Linked DNA regions of Sus scrofa: all the other regions are linked to region 2. Evidence: chromatin contacts called from public Hi-C data. All regions are on one chromosome and are shown on one strand. Each heading gives the region's core, a stretch centred on a gene start, on an enhancer-like site or on the middle of the called end of the contact. The rest is flanking DNA. Distances are from core to core; before and after follow the strand shown. Region 1 holds the start of RARG (a long non-coding RNA gene). Region 2 holds the start of CSAD (cysteine sulfinic acid decarboxylase). Region 3 has its middle 16 kb from the start of SOAT2.

What was found. Hi-C and Micro-C count contacts between places; a contact is called where the count stands out from the background.
Region 1: a contact with region 2 is called in a Hi-C map of embryonic fibroblasts, with 4 times the contacts expected there. The contact joins the promoter of RARG here to the promoter of CSAD in region 2. A contact is called at or near these places in 1 of 47 Hi-C or Micro-C datasets (embryonic fibroblasts) and 1 of 2 datasets of contacts at active chromatin or transcription factors (alveolar macrophages).
Region 3: a Hi-C map of embryonic fibroblasts shows a contact between it and region 2, with 1.9 times the contacts expected there. The contact joins the enhancer-like site here to the promoter of CSAD in region 2. A contact is called at or near these places in 1 of 5 promoter capture datasets (liver), 13 of 47 Hi-C or Micro-C datasets (alveolar macrophages, embryonic fibroblasts, epiblast stem cells and 7 more) and 2 of 2 datasets of contacts at active chromatin or transcription factors (alveolar macrophages and skeletal muscle).

What each region holds. Positions count from the first base shown.
Region 1 is chr5:18,456,157-18,459,920 of Sscrofa11.1, reverse strand. RARG (a long non-coding RNA gene) reads left to right here and starts at 1,296. Exons shown (of 9, transcript XR_002343956.1): 1 at 1,296-1,554. LOC102161895 (a long non-coding RNA gene) reads right to left here and starts at 1,128. Exons shown (of 4, transcript XR_002343961.1): 1 at 1,041-1,128.
Region 2 is chr5:18,409,136-18,413,397 of Sscrofa11.1, reverse strand. CSAD (cysteine sulfinic acid decarboxylase) reads left to right here and starts at 2,952. Exons shown (of 17, transcript XM_021091702.1): 1 at 2,952-3,327; 2 at 3,418-3,488; 3 at 3,752-3,825. The coding sequence starts at 3,235. It overlaps ZNF740 (zinc finger protein 740), which reads right to left. Exons shown (of 7, transcript XM_021091710.1): 1 at 3,720-4,262; 2 at 2,363-2,878; 3 at 63-212. The coding sequence starts at 2,371.
Region 3 is chr5:18,372,966-18,377,035 of Sscrofa11.1, reverse strand. No RefSeq gene overlaps it. Among named protein-coding and RNA genes, the nearest start is that of SOAT2, 16 kb to the right of the region's middle. Within about 2 kb of position 2,530, at least 10 of the 83 cell types and tissues checked have an H3K27ac peak or open chromatin away from gene starts, as enhancers often do. A contact at or near this core is called in alveolar macrophages and embryonic fibroblasts, where this site is marked.

The sequences.
Region 1 (3,764 bases), core at 47-2,546, 48 kb before region 2:
AGGATACCTGGTCCCCAGGGTGGCAATGAGGACAGAGCAAGGTAATTTCAGTATGGAAAATGTGATGTGACCACGAGTGGGTGTCTCCAGGGCTGGCCTCCCTGGGACTGTGGCTGGGGAGTGTCTTTGGGGTGCATGTCTCCAGCCTAGCCCAGCCCCCACTACTACTGCTGCCCTTCCCCACTTTCTCACTCCCCCCCTAGTCCCATGGAGCCTGGACTTCAGACCCCTTCTCTCCTCTCACTCTGTCCTCCGTAGAATGGACAGTCTAGTGCTGAGAGTCTGTGGCGGTCACACTGAAGTCAGAGAATGTCCCCATCAGACACTGCATTGACTCTGGGCGCACGCACACACAGGCGCGCGCGCGTGTGCGCGCACACACGCGCACACACACACACACACACACACAGACCTAGAGTCAACAACATTCGTGGCGCATCCACCAGGCAGGCAGGCAGGCAGGCAGGCAGGCAGGCACTAGTTAAGGCAGACACACACCCTCAGCTTGGGCTTCCTCCCTCACACCCAGCCCAAGGCTCCTCCCACTCCCAGCTAGGGATCCTTCTGCCCTCCTCCCCAGCCTCTCCCCTCCAGACCCAAGCCTGAAGGTGGGGACAGTCTCAGCAGCCAGGGACCCAGGAGCCCTAACTCCCACTCCCAGGTGATCAAGGCAGGGTGAGAGGGAGGAGGTCTTTAAGGCCAGGCCTTAGCACCCCCCACAGCCTCCACTAGTTAAACCAGTTTGCTCCTGGGACCAAAGGACCGGCTGCGGTAGGCAAGGGGAAGTGGAGACTACTTTGACCTGCAGGTGAAGGCTCAGCAAAGGGTAAAGACAGTGGCATCTGCTCTGGCATATCCCTGCGTGGTCACTCCACCCCTAGGAAGACGTGGATGCGCCCCTACCGCCTACCCTGCAGAGGTGCAGAGACTGGCCTCCCTGAACCACAGTCTGGCCAGAGAACTCACCCAGTCCCCCCAAATGGCAGGAAAGGGAAAAGTGCCAGAGAGAAAGGGTGGCATCCCGGGCCCAGGACACTGACCTCTCCTGCCAGCCTTGCCCGGCCTCCCGGGGACGCAGCCACGGAAGCCCAGCAAATGGGAGGGGCAGAGACCCAGGCGTCCCGGGCCGCCCCGCCCAGCCCCCCCCTCCTACCCACCCACCCCCGCCCCCCAGCCCCAGGGCACCGAGGAGGGAGCCGGGCAGGGGCAGGCGGCAGGGGAGGGAGGAGCGAGGGCGGGAGGGGGAGGAGGGAGCCGGGCTGGGAGGGAGGTGGGGGGGTGGGGAGGGAGAAAAAGAAAGAAAATATTTTCCGTGTCCCCGCCTGCAGAGTCAGTGTGCGGTTTGGGAGAAAATGTGTCGGATATTTTGGGGCGGTCACGTGGGCGGGCGGGCTCCGAGAGGCCCCGGGACCGTCCCAGCCTAGAGTCCGTGCCCCCGCCCCAGAGCCCCCCATCACCGGGAGCCCCTGCCACTGCGACGCTCCATCCTCGCGACCGCCCGACGCCGGGACCTCGGGGCTCGGCGGCCTCCCTTCCCCCTCCCTCCCCCTCCAGGTGAGTCAGGCGGGGAAGCAGGCTCGGCGCCACGGACGGACGCCCGGGTCCCCCGGCGAGCTTGGGCCGGGGGCGGGGGCGCCGGGGAGCCACGCCGGCTCCGTCCCTCCCCGGGCTGGTCCGGCTGTCCGCACGGGTGGAGGGGGGCTGACTTGGGGGTCAGCCCTGACGTGGGAAGGGAATGGGGACGATTTTAGACAGGCTGGGCTGGGCTGGGCTTTATCCACCCTTTCGTCGCGAGGAGTAGTGAGCGAGCTTTACGGGGGGGGCGGGGGGAGTCTTGGGCCAGGGGGTTCCTATCCTACTCTTGTGCCTGGAGTGGGAGGGGAGACAGGGTCCGCTCCTGTGGGGAAAGTCCACCGACGGCCTGCCCTCTGGCTTCCCCTGGGGAATCTAAGGAGAGGACTTTTGGTCCGCGCTGGTCCAAGTTCCTCCTTCCCTAGCGGAATGGCTCAGCCTGGACATCAGAAGGGCGAAGGAAAGGTCCAGAGGCAAGTGATCCTGGCCCACTGGGTCCAGAAGCTTGGAGAGACAAGTGGATAAGATAGGGGTCAGTGAAGTTCCCCTCTCTCATATCCCCAATTTTGGGTGTGAGTCTTGGCAGTATTCTCTGAGAGGAGCCCAAATTGAACAAAGGAAGGGCAGGGATTCAGGGGCAGGGACCCCAGAGTCCCCGTTCTGGGGCCCTACTGACGCTGCTGCCTCACGGTCTCCGGCACTTAGAGCCCAGGTCCCTCAACTTGACCCAGCGGGTAGGAGAGAATCTCTGCAGGTGGCCAGAGGGTAAGAGTGTGCAAAGGTGGGGGCAGGGCAGGGGCGCCTGAGGAGGGGTCTGGAGGGCAAGAAGCTGAGATGGCTGTGCCCCTTTGGGGCCCATGTTCAGAGCAGCTGCCATCCCAGTCTTCACGTTTGAGGCTCCTGCCCTGACCGTCCCTCCTCAGATGTCGATCGGGGTTGAGGACCGCAGGCAGTGTCCCTTATCCTTGAGGCCAGAAAAGAGAGGACAGGGGGCAGGAGGCGGCATGTGCGGGGTGCCTGGGGCTTGGGTATCCCAAACAGAGAAACACATACTCACACCCACACACATGCACACACACGCTGTGGCTTAGAGCCTAGTAAGCAGCACAGGGCACACCCCCCCACCCCGGCACACCCCCACCCCTGGCTCAGAAAGCCACCTAACTGGCACCTCCAGTTCCCCCCTCTGCCCCACCCTCCCCGTGCCCTCCGATGCCCACACACATTCCACTGGCATTGCCTGCCTGCCTCCTGGGCACTGCCCCTCCCTGGGACCAGTGAGGTAGAGGGAGGGGCACCTGGGGATGGGAGGTGGAGACTCCAGGGTCTGGACTCCCCCAAGGGTGGCACCAGGCCAGGGAGACCTGGCCCACCGCTGCCTCCTGGGGAGCAGGCTGGGGGCCCAGGCTAGAGCAGAGGATGCCTGGGTTCTCCGCCCAGGCTGGGGATGGGGTCATGGAAAAAGGTGGTCGTGTTTATACAGAGGGGAGGGGGGCAGCGGGTGGAGAGCAGCCGACAAGAGCAGCTTTGTTCCCGACTCTGGAGCGGGGCAGGGCGGCAGAGACGTCCCCCCCTATCCGGCAGCCCCCTTCATCCATGCCCTCCCCTCAACTCCACCTCAGCTCTAAGAGCAGCAGAGGGCCCCTTTCCCCTGGTCAGCCCCCTTCTGTCTGAGGTGGCATCTTGGTAGGAGAAATGTGTTCTGTTCCTCAGGTCCCCCAAAGTACCAAGGCCTCTGGGTCCCTAGTTTAGGCTTTCCTTTTACTCTCCGTGGGTACCACCATCTTCAGTTCTTTGGTCCCTTCCTCTACCCTGGACTTAAGACCTTCCTCTTCCCTTTCCAGCCAAGGCAGAGAAACCTGGGCTCAGAACGGAGATGAATCTCGGTCCCCTTTTCACTGTGTTCACTCAACTTTCTCGGGCTCCTTTTTTGAGGCAGACTAGGAAGGAGGAAGGCCAGGGAGAGTTGGGCTGTCCTTAGCTCACTCACAGCTTCATTCCTGGGCAAGGACCAGGAGCCTGAGCATCCCTCTCTGGGACCCCTGAAGTCCTCCTGCCCCTCCCTCAGGTCTCTGTTCCCCGCTTGCAGATGAGACGCAAAGACAGTGAGTGCTGGAGCACGGAGCTGGGTTCCCAGTCTAAGCCGGTCTGGGGAAGATGGGGGGACCTTTCGTAGCTTCTCACCCTTGGCA
Region 2 (4,262 bases), core at 1,703-4,202:
TGGCAGAGAGCTCGGGCCACCCGACCCCCAGGTGCCGCAATGGACTCAAGTGCTGTATGTACCTGACTCGAGCACCTCAGCACATCAGGGCTACCCGCCCGCTCTCCATTCTCGGCCTGCTTGCTGGCAATCTGGCTCAGCATCATCTTCTTGCTGGCTGCAGTGGGAACCAAACTCACACCTGCTAGGCCTTCACAAGCCAGGAGACTTGCCTAAGTTGAAAGGAGATGAGGTGTCAGGTCACCTGGCGGGGCAGGCAAAGACAGGCTGCCACCCTCTGGAGCACTACCTTTCACCCCTGGCTACTGCCACGCTGCTCCTCTCTAGGGAGTGTCCCTCCTCACCACAAAACCCCGCTTCCTTCCAGAGTCCTCATCTCACCAGGAACTAGTCACTCATTTTGTCATCTGTCAGCATTTAGATACAGACCAAGTAAATAATCAAATGTTCTGGACAATTCTGTCATTAGCACTGTGCTGAGAAGAGCGGGTCTACATATCCCTCTGAAGTAGTCCTAAGCCTCTATGTGGGCATGTGGTTCCATCCTCTTGAGCCACCAAAGTGGGACATTTCTAGACGAACTTCCTTCTTCCTCTCTCAGTGGCATTCAGCCTCACAGAGTCTACTTCTAACGGGCACACCTCACTGGTGCCCAAAACGATCCCATCAGGTCCCACGAACATGTTTATCAGTAAAATTGGATCATTTCTCCCCTTAGATTTTAAATTCCCTAAGTGTTGTTATAAAAGATAAAAAAATTAAACCACCGGGGAAGATTCTGGGGTTGAATATACAATTTCTCTTGTGCCCCTCCACTCCCCCCTAGGCCATTTATATATGTGCATCTCCGTATTTTTTCACATTCTCTGCTCTACATAAAGTTTAAAGATTACCTAAGAAAGGGATATTTGGGAAGAGTCTCCCTTTTCACTGCTATATTCTTCAAACTGACTTTATTTCGCCAGCACTAGACACCTGCGCTTTGTACTGGAGAAACGTCTTTAAGAAAGACTTGGTCAGCCAACTTCCACAAGCAATTTATACAGAAATTCCTTTCACGTAATCCGTATATCCTGGGATGCCCCCCTCCCCCCAAGGGCTTTGGACTGAAAGGTCCAGAAGTAAAAAAAATTCTGTTGATAATTGTACAATGCTGGGCAAGTGACCCCACCTCTTTAAGTCTCAGTTGCCCTAAATGCAAAATATTTATCATGGTATTCAACCTCACAGGGCTGATGACAGTTAAGCCAAGATATAAAATGCTCAGCAGTGCCCTGTACAAAGTTAGCAATTTGTTCAGTCAGAGCAAAAGTGAACACAATACTGTGGAGTGGGTTGCAAACAAAGGAAGAAGAAACCGAAGGGCTCCTACTCGGCATGGAAAGGAGGAAGCTATGCGTGCAGCTGGAAAAAAGCCAATTAAACCGTAATCAGGCTGCCATCCCGGTGAGATTGGTAGGGAAGGGTCCCTGGAAGGAAGCTGGGACAAGCTCTGGGAATGCCTGCATATAGCTTTTCTACTCAGATGACAACAATGAACTATCAAGTCATCCTTTCTCTCCAATCCATCCTGTATCCTCACAGTGACAATTACCTTCCAAATACAAACACACCGATCTGATATCACTCTGCTGCCTAACATTCTTCAGAGCGTTCCCTTTCCCTATAGAATAAAGTCTAATTCTCAGTAAGGCATAAAAGGCCCTCAAGGCACACTCCGCTTCCTTCTCCAGGAAACACCTCCCTCACCCTAACATTCCCATATTCCCCTAACGAGCCCCCATTTAAATGCTTTCCTCCTTAACTGGCAAACCATCTACAATACTCCCAACCTTACCACGTGTGCCCATGCCTCTAAGCTTTGCCCATGCAGTTCTCCTTGTCTGAATACCCTGTTCTGGTTGTTTATTTAGCAAAATCCTATGCATCCTTCAAGCTTCAACTGTTTTTTCATCGAGGCAGAAAGATCATTCCCTCCTCTGCAATGCACATTCCCTACCTCTATGACTGCACATTCCTTCAATCAACAGACTCATTGAGCCTGTACTACCAGCCAGCCACTTCGCAAGGTGTTGGGAATATAAAGACAAATGACAGACTATGTCTTCATCTCCCCCCACCCCCAACCCAACTAGCCTGGAAGCTTGCTGGGGACAGGGACAGTTTTATTCATCTTTGTCTCCCCAGTACAATGCCTTGCATAAAAAGGGAGCTCAATAAACTCCTGTTGATAAAGACAAATGAAGCTTTCACCAGACTGTTCACTCCCTCACGCCCCTCAGCAGTTAATGCACCAAGTGTACACTGAGTACATGCTGCTTTGCAAATGTCCCATCAGGGCCTGTGATGCAGTATAGCCTACCTCCTTCATTTGACTGGAAGCTCCCTGAAGGCAGGGGCTGTGGCCTGTCTCCTTTCCTTCCTCTAGATCTCCCCCTGGTGCTTAATACAGAGCTTGGCTCACTGTGTTGGTCAATATGTTGACTAAGGCAGCATTCAAGAGTGAAACTGCAAACACGCTTCCCAGAGATCTTGAAGGAGGAGGACTCTAGAGCTTTTTACCTGAGCCATGCTGATTTCTCACTTAATGCAACACAAAAGTTCAGGAGCTTCTTGATCCACCTTTCTTTAAGACACTGTTGTTTGAAGAACTGTCACCAAATCCCTGTAACAACTCCTTCGTGTCCCTTCAGTCCTGCTGCCATATTGAACTGCCTTTGTCTTCACATAGAATTTAGTGTCCTCCAAAGGGAAGATAGATGTTCCAAGAATCCCTGGTCTCTGCCTGGTTCCTGCCTATTGTCTGAAGAAAAAGAGTCTGCCAGTCTTGGTTTTCCAGCTGAATTCCCTGGATGAAATTCACATCTGTTTCACAAACCTAAAACCGAAAAGGGAGATAGGGCTGTTAGGTGCAACATCCACGGGCCCATACCACCAGTCGTGGGCTGAACTTTTGCCAGGCGCTCTTTGTGCAACTCAAAAAAAGGAAGACATCAGTCAAGCAGTTTTTCTTTCTGGGTCATAAGAAACTGGTCTCCGGATAGCCAACAGGAGCAAATGTAACTGGGGCCTCTGGTGAAGGAACTGCACCCGGCCAACTGCTTGGATTTGTCATTTTTGGACGGGAAGAAGGGGGCGGCGGCCCTTTGGGGCTTTTGTGTCCAGTGGGCCGGCCCGCGAAGCTCGCACTCTATTAAGGCGATCAGAAGTAGGGTAGAGAAAAGCTCAAGGCCTATGGCTGGGCCCTTGGCAAGCAGGCAGAAACCGGAACGGCAGTTCGCGCCAGGGCAGGCCCACACGTGCGTGTTCTCCGAGTCCCCCCCCAAGGTACGTAAACTCGCTGCGGAGGTGGAAAGCAAGGAGGCGAAGCCCAGCGCTGAGCGTTCCCACCCACCTTCCCTCCCTCCCTCCCGCCAGCCAGCCAGCCAGCCAGCCAGCCGCTGCGCCCGCCGCACGCACCCGAAGAAGACAGCCGAGGAGCGCGCAAGGTGCGTGCTCGCGCCCGCGTCCCTTCCGAGCAAGCCCCCACTGCCCGACCGGGGACGCGGCCGGACCGCGGAGCGCGCGCGGTCCTAGCTCTCCCCGTGAGCCCCCTCCCTTCGCCACGCGCCCCTCCTCCCTTCCCCTCCCCCTTCCCGCGCGGCGCCCCACGGCCTGCGAGCTGCTGAAGCGCTGCCGTCTACCCGGACGACGTTGCGCTCCCCGGGGCGTGCTCTTACCTGCCAGGCGCGGCCTTCCACTGTCTCCCCAGCCGCGCGGCGCCTCCTCCAGGCCCCAGCACGCCGTGCCAACCCCGTGGCCACCGCTGTCCCCGCCGGGACCGAGGCAAGTTTACAAACACCAACCCGGGGCCCGTTTCCCCGGAAGCACTTCCCCCTCCCCCCCTCGGCCTCTCCGCTGAGCAGCACTATCCACTTCCGCCTCGGGAGTCTGGACGGGCGGGGGCACCCAGAAAAGGGGGTGAAGCTGAGGGCGCACGGAGGGAGTGCAGCTGGTGAGTGGGCGGTACCGGCGCTCAGAAGGACGGGAAGAAGGCGGAGCAGAGGTACGGCGCGTGCGCCGTTGTGTGGGCGCGCCGCGGCGGCCATCTTGATTGAGGGCAGGCGCGAGGGCCGTGAAATGTTGGTTCGCTGAGTGTTCCCTGAGGGGTGTTGCTGGATGAGCTGGTTAAGACTTCTGGAAGAAGCGTCATCACTCTCCCTTCCTCGCAGTTATTCTCCCTATCGCGTCTAAGCCTGGAACCACAAATAGAGCCAGAATAG
Region 3 (4,070 bases), core at 1,281-3,780, 36 kb after region 2:
GGGCCGCTCCCGTGGCATATGGAGGTTCCCAGGCTAGGGGTCGAATCGGAGCTGTAGCCACCGGCCTACACCAGAGCCACAGCAACACAGGATCTGAGCCGTGTCTGCAACCTACACCATAGCTCACGGCAACGCCGGATCGTTAACCCACTGAGCAAGGGCAGGGATTGAACCCGCAACCTCATTGTTCCTAGTCGGATTCATTAAGCACTGAGCCACGACGGGAACTCCGCCTTTAGGTTTTTGTTCAACTGCCATCTCCTTAGTGAAGCCTTCCTTGAATATTTAATTTAAAATTACAGTTTCAGAGTCGCCTGTTGTTGTTTAGCAGGTTAAGAACCCGACTAGTATCCAAGAGGATGCAGGTTGGATCCCTGGCCTCACTCGGTAGGTTAAGGGTCCGGCATTGCTGTGAGCTGCAGCGTAGGTTGAAGATGGGGCTCGGATCTGGCTTTGCCATGGCTGTGGTATAGGCTGGGAGGTGCAGCTCTCATTCGACCTCTAGCCTGGAAACTTCCATATGCTGCAGGTGCGGCTGTTAAAGAAAAAAATAAAATTACGTTTTCACCATCTAGCACTTGCGGTTCCTTTATCTGCTCTGGTTTTTGTTGTTGTTGTTGTTCGGCTGCGCTTGTACGATGTGGAAGTTCCTGGGCCAGAGATCGAATCTGAGCCACAGCTGCCACCTATACCTCAGCATCCACCTGAGCCTCAGCAGTACAAAGCTAGATCCTTAACTGTTGGGCCAGCAGGGAACTCCTGCATAGCCTGTTTTTCTCCCCAGCATGTATAGGCATCTGGCATACTTTAAATTTTATTTAATATATATGTACTTAGTTAGTTATTCACTTTTTTACTTACTCTCTTCACCCCCTGCCCAGTCTCACCCGACTAGAATGTAAGGAATACCATCATCATTATTGTTGTTATTATTATTTTGCTTTTTAGGGTCACACCTGCAGCATGTGGGAGTTCCTGAGCTAAGGGTTGAATCGGAACTGCAGCTGCCAGCCTACACCAACAGCCACAGCTTGGCCGTCCGAGCCACATCTGCTACCTACATCTTTAACCCACTGAGCGAGGCCGGGCTCATAGATACTCGTTGGTTTCATTACAGCTGATCCACAACAGGAACTCCAAGAATGCCGTTTCTACAAGTCACCGTCTCCCTAATTTTATGCCCCAAATGCAATGATTCTGTGCTTTCTCTTCTAGACTGATGGACTTTTGGTTCTTGCAATCCAGCTTCCACATGTTAGAGAAATCCAGTAGTCTGATGGCCTAGTTTTAATAAAATAATAAATTCATTTTTAGCAAATTCTCTGGTGCCAAGGCCAATTAGCTTGCACATTTCCTTAGTTTGTAACGCGTTATTGTTAGCTTTTTCTTACGACCATATACATTTTATTTTAAAATTTTATTTTATTTTTTGCCTTTTCTAGGGCCATACCCGTGACATATGGAGGTTCCCAGGCTAGGGGTCTAATCAGAGCTGTAGCCACCGGCCTACACCACAGCCACAGCAACACAGAATCTGAGCCGTGTCTGCAACCTACACCACAGCTCAGGGCAACGCTGGATCCTTCACCCACTGAGCGAGGCCAGGGATCAAACCTGCATCTTCATGGACACTATGTCGGGTTCTTAACCCACGGAGCCACAGCAGGAACTCCGTCTTTCTTTTTTGGCCACCCCATGGCAGGGTTCTGAGGTGCAGTTGCAGAATGCTGGATCCTTTAACCCACTGTGCCGGGCCAGGCATCGAACTTCTATCTTGGTGCTGCAAGGATGCTGATGATCCCTTTGCATCACAGCGGGAACTCTGGTTTGATGTATTCTAATGCAGTGGTTCTCAAAGTATGGCTCATAGTTCGGCAGCATCAGTACTCCCTGGGAACTGGTTAGTAATGCGAATTCTCAAGTCCCACCCCAGAGCTCATGAATCAGAAACTCCTAGGGTGGGGTTCAGCCATCCATATTTACAAGCCCCGGAGGTGGTTCTAATGCATGCTCAATTGTGAGAACCATGTTCGAAGGGGATTTTTCACTCCCATCTCTAGCATTTGCCTCTCTCTTTTTGTTTTTGTTTTTTTAGGGCTGCACCTGCAGCCTATGGAAGTTCCCAGGCTGGTCAATGGTCAAATCAGAGCTGCAGCTGCCAGCCTACACCACAGCCACAGCAATGTGAAATCCAAGCTGTGTCTGTGATCAACTCCATAGCTCACAGCAACACTGGATCCTTAACCCTCTGAGCGAGGCCAGGGATTGAACCTGCGTCCTCATGGATACTAGTTGGGTTTGTAACCCACTGAGCCACGATGGGAGCTCCAACATGTGCCTCTCTTTAGCCATATTGCTGTTGGGCCCAGTGGAAAGCATACACAAATGAAGGCTTGGACTTGGGATTTACCATGGGGAAGGCCTGGTGTGGAAACCCAGGGAGGAGCTTCCTCATTCTCACCACCCAGGAGCCTGGAGACCAGCTCCGGAGAGTCCCTGAGCAGAGGTCAGGACTGTGGGGATACTGGAAGACCATGACTCAGACGGCCTTGGCCCTACAGGGATGAGGTCATAGAGTTGGTTTTCCTGCCTACCAGACGGCACAGGAGCCACCAAAGAGTATGACAACTTAAGAAAATATTGAGAGCAGTTAAAGAGATCCGAGACCAGAAAATACTTTCTGGAACTAAAAACCATCATTTTCAACAACAAAAAAATCAGCCTATTTATTGAAAGCAAGAAGTCTGGTCCCTGCCGGCACTCAAATTAGTGGCTTGGAAGAATAAGTGGAAAAATATTTCAAAGCACAGAGCGAATAATACGAAGAGATGGAAATAAATAATGAGGAAAATATGAGACTTGGAGAATACATCCAGTAGTCTTAACATTCGAATATGTTCGTTCCAAAAGAAAGAAAAGGCATAAATGGAGGAGAGGCAATAATTTAAAAATAGAGGAATATTTTGCCAACCTGAAGAAAATTCTGAGCTTGCCCAGAAAGAGCACCAAAGATACAAAAAGAGAAGACAAACATCAAAGCACAGAATTCCTGAATTCCAAGATTAAAGATATTTTCAAGCATCTAGACAGAAGGAGCAAGTTATTGACAAAGGGAAAAGAATCAGATTAACACACTTTTTGTCTGTAACACCAGAAGCTAAAAGTGAGTATACAGGAGAAAAGGAGGGCTCCTTAGGATCTCATATCCAGTTAAGGAAGCATTCACCTTCCATTAGTGCAAAAGAAAGGTACAGGGAGATATAAAGGATTCAAGGAATATACCAACCCCATAGCTCACCTGAGGGAAACACTCCAGAAAAATTGAGAGAACAGAGAAGTCAGGATGGAGGAAAATGAAAAGGAGAAAAGACAAGGAGTGAAACAAACGTGGCAAAATAGTATTCTGTTAAACGTTCATGGACAGGAGTTCCCGTCGTGGCTCAGCAGAAAGGAATCCGACTAGGAACCATGAGATTGTGGGTTCTACCCCTGGCCTCGCTCAGTGGGTTAAGGATCTGGCATCACCATGAGCTGTGGTGTAGGTCATAGATGTGGCTCGGATCTGATGTGGCTGTGGCTGTGGCGTAGGCCGGCAGCTGTAGCTCTGATTTGACCCCTAACCTGGGAAAAGCCACATGCCGCAAGTGTGGCCCTTAAAAAGCAAAAAACAAAACAAAACAACAGAACAGAACAACAGTTCACGTACATTGATGGGCATCTAATTCTATCTAGAACTGCAGATACTATGCTCTTTCTGCAAGACCTAGGAATTGGTGGGAGAGGTAAGTAGAAGTATTCTAAAGGTTTCTCTTATTGAGGTGGATGTGGCAGGAAATCAGATATCTTAATGGAAGAAATAATTGGTATATTTTCAAATGATAGTGAAGAAATATGTATTTGGGGGTTCCTGTTGTGGCTCAGGGGGTTAAGAACCCGACTAGTGTCCACGAGTATGTGGGTTCGATCCCTGGCGTCTCTCAGTGTGTTAAGGGTCTGGTGTTGCCGCAAGGTGAGGTGTAGTTTGCAGTGTGGCTCAGATCTGGCGTAGCTGTGGCTGTGATGTAGCTCCA